Linked DNA regions of Mus musculus: region 1 is linked to region 2. Evidence: chromatin contacts called from public Hi-C data. All regions are on one chromosome and are shown on one strand. The core of a region is the stretch at or near the end of the contact, and the rest is flanking DNA. Distances in the headings are between cores, read along the strand shown.

Region 1 (3,686 bases), core at 1,119-3,618, 210 kb after region 2:
CAGGATAGCTTTCTCTCTTCTTTCAGGAAAAACCAGAAACAACTCGATTGTGAAGCAACCAGTTGGAATTTAGAGTGTTGACATAATTTCAGTCTACAGCAGGGAAGTTTGCTTTGATCCTTACATGATCCTTTGCTTAAAACTATATAGAGGACACTATTCATTTCTTTTCTAAAAATTTGGTGGCAGAATAAAGGATAGGAATGTTACAGTGAAATTTAAAACAGCTTAGTAAGATAGAGTCAATACAGGGATCTAATTTACAATTATCTCATGCATTACATGCAAACACACAGGGAAAGAGAAAGTGTCAGATAAATTAGGAGTCACTACTCTACTGACCAGCTCAGGATGTAGGAACAAGATGGTGGGTGCATTTTCATAAAGACAATATAAAGTAGTGCTACTTAAATAACCTTTTTCTCAAAGGTCTTGCACTTTTCCACCCTTCAACTAGTAGCATGAAATCAAAAGAAGTCCTGTTAAAGACAGGGCTTACAAAGTAGTGGTATTTAAATTTGGTAACCTTTTATTCAAGATTCTTCCACTTTACACACCTCAACAAACACCACAACTGCTAAAGGAGTCCATTTAAGGCAGTCATGCCCACTTTACTAAAAAAAAAAAATCTTCACATATCATGTATTAGATAGTACATCTGTGTGATTAAAATTTGTAATAAAATTTACATTTTCAGTGTTGTAAACTACAGGAGTTGAATCTCCTGTAATAAAAATAGGGTTACTATTGAAACTGAGGAGTTAAACAAGAAAAAAAACAATCCACCTATTTGTTCTTGTTTAACAGAAACGTCTTCCAGAGTTATCATAGAGTTCAGTGAATACAATTTTAGGAAGCTATTTATAATTTGTCTTTCATTTTTAGAAAACGCCGTGTCACCCCAACAGTGTGTCTATGCGTCTGTCCACTGCCATCACCTCTCTGATGGTTTCCAAGATTTATTTCCTCCAAAGTGACTACTATATTTTTAGGGTTTTTTTTTTGTTATGAAAGTCTCTGAAAGACATAAAGATTACCTTTTCAATAGCTATTTTCCATGGGAGTTAGTTACAGGTACCTTTCAACCTTAGAATGTGTACAAGAAAGCTACAAAATGCTTCATGATCAAAAGGTGTGTCTGAAACATACAATAGTTTCAGTTTGTGAGTTACTCAGCATACTGACAGCAAGACTATGTCATATATAAACAAATGTCTTTATGATAAACCAAGCTTCGTCAGAAGATGCTTTCAAAAACTCTGCTGAAACACATCTGACTAGCATTTGTGTCCTTGTGCCATATTTAAGTTCAATAACTATGGAAAAAAAATTAAAAGATTTTGGCTTAGACCTTGCTGGCAATTCCCATACACTGAGGTGAAAGGGTTGATCATATGGGAAGGTAGACAAGTAACTCTCCTTGGGAAACCGATTTTATATCTCACAGAAAGCACTTCCATTTATACTAGTTCTTTTCAAGGAATGATATAAAACCACACCACATCATTCTTCATTGATACAGAAACTTCCTCACTAAGTCCACTTAGTTTTATCGGTTATTTTTCTTGCCATAATAAACTATTAAACAACTTTTAAAAAAAATCTTGTTTATGCTTGGACAATTTCCAAGTCTTAAAACCACTCTCTTCTCAAATGATGATAAGATTAGCCTGAAACTGAGCTGTCCTTCTGACTTCCACTTCCAAATGAAAGATTTCTCTAGGACTTCAAAACTGTTAGGTTCTTTCAGGTTGTGTATCTCAGGTTTACTCAGATGTTCTGCAACAGTGCTCTGTGTACTTAATTGCTCTGTGTACAAATGGTGATCTTACATTCATAATAATAAAAATTATACTTAATATTCTTAGCGTACCTGTGTGATTGACTGATAAAAATCATTTTTACACCTTATAGTCATGAAGCCTCAAAGTCATTACAGAGCAGCTACAGGATTTACAAGGGGAAACAGTTTCCGTAAGATGCACTACTCTATCACAAGTTCACAAAACAAAACAAAACAACAACAAAAAACCTTTTTGATTTCCCAGAGACTCACCAAGACAATTGTGTTAATTTTGCTTTACTTGTTTGTTTTTTGTTTTTGTTTTTTTATATTCATGTTTTTAATTGGTTAGCAAGGTGGTGTATGGGCCACCAACAGAGATGGACTCCTAATAACAGAGAGTGGCTTCCAAAATCCTAGAAACTTGATGTGCTGAGAGCAACTCACTAAAGAGCAAACAAATGAACTTAAATGCTAGTGGCTCCAGAGGAACTATCATTAAATAAAAGGTATCTTTGGCTGTACTACCAGCTTGATCCTTCCCTCCCCCATCCTCCTCGCTACTGCAGGATTGGCACCTGGCCAGCACAGGGGACATGATACCCTAGTGCCATCTACAGGCTATTATCGACATTCAAATTTTGTGGCAACAGACAAGCACCAAAGAAATAAATTAGACAGGACTGCATTTAAATCTTTATTAACATGGAATTATTAGACCTAAGAAAAACTAATTCTGGATTTGGTTGAAATATGAGTTTCTCAGCCTCTTAATCCCTCTTCATATGGCATCTTTCACAGTTTAAAATGAGTTATGACAGACCACTTATGCATTACTAAGATGAGAAAGTATTTACAATGGAATCCTTCTTTTCTGAATAAATTAGTAATATTAGAGAGAAAGCATTCCCTTTTTATTTTTCTTCTTTTCTTTTCATATATGACCATTATGGACACTGAAAATCGTTCTAAGAAAGATCCAGCATACTATATTACAATAAAATAACTTGAAATCAAGGAGTAGACTTTCTATATGGCTTAGATGCAATCAATCAATAATCATGTGCTTCACAGCTGATGTACACTTAAGAGCCTACTCTCTCTTTTTTTACCGTGTTAAAAAAATAATAATAAAAAAACCTTAACCCCTTTAGTGACCACAGCTCCAGCATAAGAGGTGTCAGACCTTCAAATGTCATTTAAACTTGATACTTGAAGGTGACTTTTTAGATCAAAAGGTAATGTGAAAATCTTGGAAGTCGGTAATTTGGAAGCCCCAGGAGCAGAATTGGGCAAATCAGGATGGGTTTTCTTCTTGAGCAAACATGATCTCGGGACATTTTGGAATAATTTCCTCTTTTCATCTTTTGCCACTTGAAGGAAACTGGGAGGTTAAATAATTCTCAGAACTCAGAAATTTCAAAGCTGTTCTAAAAATTCTTGACTGAGCCCCAGAGGAATTTTAAAAAGGGGTCAAGTTTTTTTTTTTTCCCTCTTCATAACTAAGCTAAAGTTAGACCAAAACAATACACACACTGGCACGTTAATACTGGTTGACTGGGCACTTGTAGGCAGTACTTATAGACCAGTAAAAGTGCTCGTTTACCTGTCTGGTGTGTAAGGGGCCCTTTGTCTTGAAGCCTCCTTGGGAGCTGCACTCTGAGGCACTGAAGTGATCTGAACTAGTGGAGGAGCGTTTGGAAAGGGTGTCGCAGCCCCCAACAAAGGTGTTGTCCAACGGGAGCTCTTGAATGACGTGGTGCTTTTTCACAGAAACTGGAGTGTCAGGTTTGAGATGAAAAGCGGGCTGAGGAGAGGCCGACTTGTAGTGCTTGGCCAGGTCAGGGCTGTTAGGCTTGAAGGTGGTTGGAGGGGCTGGGCCCCAGTCAAATCTTCCTATACC
Region 2 (3,690 bases), core at 297-2,796:
AGTTTTGGTGTATGTTCAAAGGTTTCAGCCAATACTACATGGCATACTCCTTTTGTGTGCTGCTCAGCTCCTTTCTGCCCTTTTTCCCGGTGCCATGATTTATCAACAGATCAAGGACACAGTAAATGTGTGATTAAGGTTCAAGAGGCCTAACATCTTTGGTTCTTCTAGTAAAGTTATCTTGGAAGCTATTACATAAGCCCTCTAGAATGTTACTATAGAGTTTCTGCCCCTCATTGTTCAAACATGATTAGTTTCTTTATTTCAACAAATAGACTTAATCCTCCCTTCATCTATAAGTCTTAAGTTCTTCCTCCAGGGTAGTCATCAGTTCAAATCTCCCCCTTTAGCATCGTCTTTTCATGTGTTTTTCTCTAGTTAGACTAGAAACTAGTTAGACTTCCTAAGATGTTGTGTTAAGTAACTTCCAACATAGATCAATTTCAGATAAATCTTCAAAATCCAATAAATATTTCAATGGTTAATCTTCTTACTAGCATGACAAACAAGTACAACTAGCTGTGTAAAGCAGCAGCCTCCACAGCAAATTACACTGCCATGTAGTTTTAAGTTTATTAAAACCTAGAAGTCTTTTACATTCAATCATTTCAAAAATTATCTTGAGTATCTGCATGACTTCTTCCAATACTCCCCATGACATTAAATGAAAAGTCAGAATATTTCTCCTTGGTTTCGATAAAGAAAATAAGACTAGTCGCGTTTAACTTATCATTGTCAAGAACCCAGTGGGTAATACAGTGGGGATTAAAAACACTAGCTCTGAATTTCCTTTCATTAACATATTCTCTCCATGAAGCTTTCACTCAATAGTAACTTCCCATCTCTTTATGAGGACAAATGAGATAATGTCTGTAAAACAATTTGAGCTCCTCAGGGAAAGTAGACTATATAATTTAAGAGACGAATTTGATAAATTGGATTCACAAATAAGTGCATTGGCTCAAAGCCTCTACATAGAGCAAGCTATTGTGTCATTTCCCCTTTCATCCTGCCAATAAACCCCAAGTCTTCTCGTCATAGCCGTCTCCCAGAGTGTACAGCAAATGAACTTCTCCAAAAGGAGTTTTGGACTTAATCCAGTAAATTTGACTTGTAGTTTTCCCCACATGCTATCCAATATTTTATTGACCCATTACCTCACTAAAGTCAGAAATTACCAAAAATCAGAATGTAAGTATATTTTGACTTGTCTTTCATCTATTATTTTAGCAATAGCGTCATGCAAGAATATAAATTTGATATAAGAACAGCTACTTCCTTATGGTAGCAAGGCTATGTGTAGGCTATACATGCAATTTACAATGTAAGCCTCCAAAAGGGTACTTAGTGCACTGCAGTCTTTTTCTGTGATAGCACCTCCTACATAGGACCCAAGGGCACCCATTAAATGCTCAATGATATCTCTACTAGGCATTTTTTTCCCTCAGAGAGCATTTCTAGCACTCTCAGATGGGCGATACAATCAATGTGCTGCTTCTAACAGCTCTAACTTAACATTGTGGCTGCTTTTGAAGTAGCCTTCCTCTATGAAGAGGCTACTGATATGCAAGTGACTGTGAATCGAACACAACTCAGACAGAGCTGGCCATATCAAGGCTTGTTCTGTGTAAAAAAAAAAAAATAGAATGATTTCATTTGGGCATAAGCGTGATCTGTTGAGCAGAAATAGAGTAGAACACAATCTGATTTCAGAAGTAAACTCTGTTCCAAGAAAAGTCGCTCTGTATAAACTGAAAATGCAATTTAAAGAACACAATGCATTTTAGATTTCAGAATATACAATTTTACTTTAAATGAAGTTTCACTTCAAGTAAATTATACCATCACTTTGGGGAATCTCAATCTTGCTTTCTAAGCAATTTGCACGCATTGATGTTCCCTTACACTTTAACATGTCCCTTTTTACAAAGGCAGATGGGCACCACCAGATGGGCAGCATGAGGGGAGAAGGAGGGATTCCCACCTGGTACTGTGCATGTGCCCAGGAACCCAGGTTTACTGGCTAGATCTATTTTTAATTTTTCATTTCAATTACAAAGGAGAACTAGGATAGATCAGCTTTAACATTTTCTCTATTGTGGTATTTTTAGAAAGTAAACATAACCCAAAAGTAAAATAATTTTCATTTGAAGAAATCCTGTGAAATAAGGGTTACCAAACCTCTAAATTTTAAGAAAATAAGAGCTATGGATAGGCTCTTACAGTAGTGTCATCTTATCTAATATTTTGTATTCCATGATTCCTGTTATACATAATCAACTTCTGTCTGAAATAGAAAAGAAATGCACAGTAGAATATTTTCAGAGAAAGTGCAAAGAAAGAACAGTCTCATTGCATATAGTATAGTATATTTTTAAATTTATTTAATTTTACTGTCAGCTGCTTTAATCTTATTGTCCAGCTTATAAATTAATGTCTATCATAGTTTTGTGAACAAAACACAAAGCAAAGCAAAACAAAACAAAGCAAAACAACAAAAAAAAATTTAAGGAATTTGATTCTGATGACAGTTTCCAGGATCTTAAAGATTCTGCAAGACTTAAGAAGAGGAAGGAAAACTGTAGTGCACATTAATTTATTATGGACACAATGTTCAAAGATTTTGCAATGTAAAAAGAAAAACTCTGCTACTTAGATCCTTCAGGAAAAAATATTAATACAACTAACGGTGTAGATCATTGAAGATATGACCACATCCAGGAATAGACAATTCAAATGGACTTAAGATCAAAGGTTTGGACCGAGGCACCTTGAAACTCCTTTTTTCAGTACTAACGCTGTTCAATGCTGTTGTTCTGTTTCTGCATTTCTATTAACCTGATTTTACATATTTTTATAATATGAAGCCTATATTTTCTGCTAGACCATCTTGTGGAAGCTGATAGTTACCAAATGTACTCAGCAAATGTTGACTAATAACTTATTATATGTAAATTATATTTTAAGTGAGGAAACATATTTGTAAAGAGAAACATACACCACACTCGGCCAAGAGTCACAAGCAGATAAAAATGGCTAACTATAAAAGAATCACATATCTGTTTAAAGGTAGGAAAGGAGAAATGACAAGAGAAAAATTATTACATAATCAGTCAATAAACGTAATGGACTTCAAGAGACTGCCAAGAAGGATCAAAGGACTCTAAGATATTTTATTTATATAACAATTGTAAATATATCACTTCACTTGGTCCCTCTATCTGGTTCAGGTCTAGTTTCCAATATATAGTAGCAGCTGATAGACAACTTTAAGACTCACAGCCTTCAGACTGCATTTCTATATCCTTTCTTATTTCTCCCTTTCCCTAAGTAGCTAGGCACCTCAATTCTCATTCACATTCTGTGATTTGTTGCCATCCTGATTAAATGGGAGCTCACAATCCCAGCACTCCAGGTAGTCAGCCCTGGAGCTGTCATTATCTTCAGGGGTACCATTTCTCACTCCCCAATTGACTACTATTATTAGAGTGTACCTCCTTGTATAGTCCCCTAGTTTCCATTGTTTTCCTGTGTTTATTCCATCCTCTTAAAATGTCATGGCTCACAACTGCTCAGAAATTCCTCATGTCTTTCATAAAAATGCCAGTTCAAGTAGAAGCAAGGAACACTTGCCTTAATTCCTTTCAACAATTGCCCTTGGTTTTTACAATTTCCTATTTACACTGGAAT

What was found. Hi-C and Micro-C count contacts between places; a contact is called where the count stands out from the background.
Region 1: a contact with region 2 is called in a Hi-C map of cerebellar granule neurons, with 3 times the contacts expected there. The contact joins two enhancer-like sites. A contact is called at or near these places in 3 of 484 Hi-C or Micro-C datasets (cerebellar granule neurons and cerebellum) and 2 of 9 other capture datasets (adipose tissue and pancreatic islet).

Annotation. Positions count from the first base shown.
Region 1 is chr14:93,882,308-93,885,993 of GRCm38.p6, forward strand. Pcdh9 (protocadherin 9) reads right to left here. Exons shown (of 5, transcript NM_001081377.3): 2 at 3,390-3,686. Among named protein-coding and RNA genes, the nearest start is that of Pcdh9, 6.5 kb to the right of the region's middle. Within about 2 kb of position 2,369, at least 24 of the 459 cell types and tissues checked have an H3K27ac peak or open chromatin away from gene starts, as enhancers often do. A contact at or near this core is called in cerebellar granule neurons, where this site is marked.
Region 2 is chr14:93,673,940-93,677,629 of GRCm38.p6, forward strand. All of the region lies in intron 2 of Pcdh9 (protocadherin 9), which reads right to left. Among named protein-coding and RNA genes, the nearest start is that of Pcdh9, 210 kb to the right of the region's middle. Within about 2 kb of position 1,547, at least 12 of the 459 cell types and tissues checked have an H3K27ac peak or open chromatin away from gene starts, as enhancers often do. A contact at or near this core is called in cerebellar granule neurons, where this site is marked.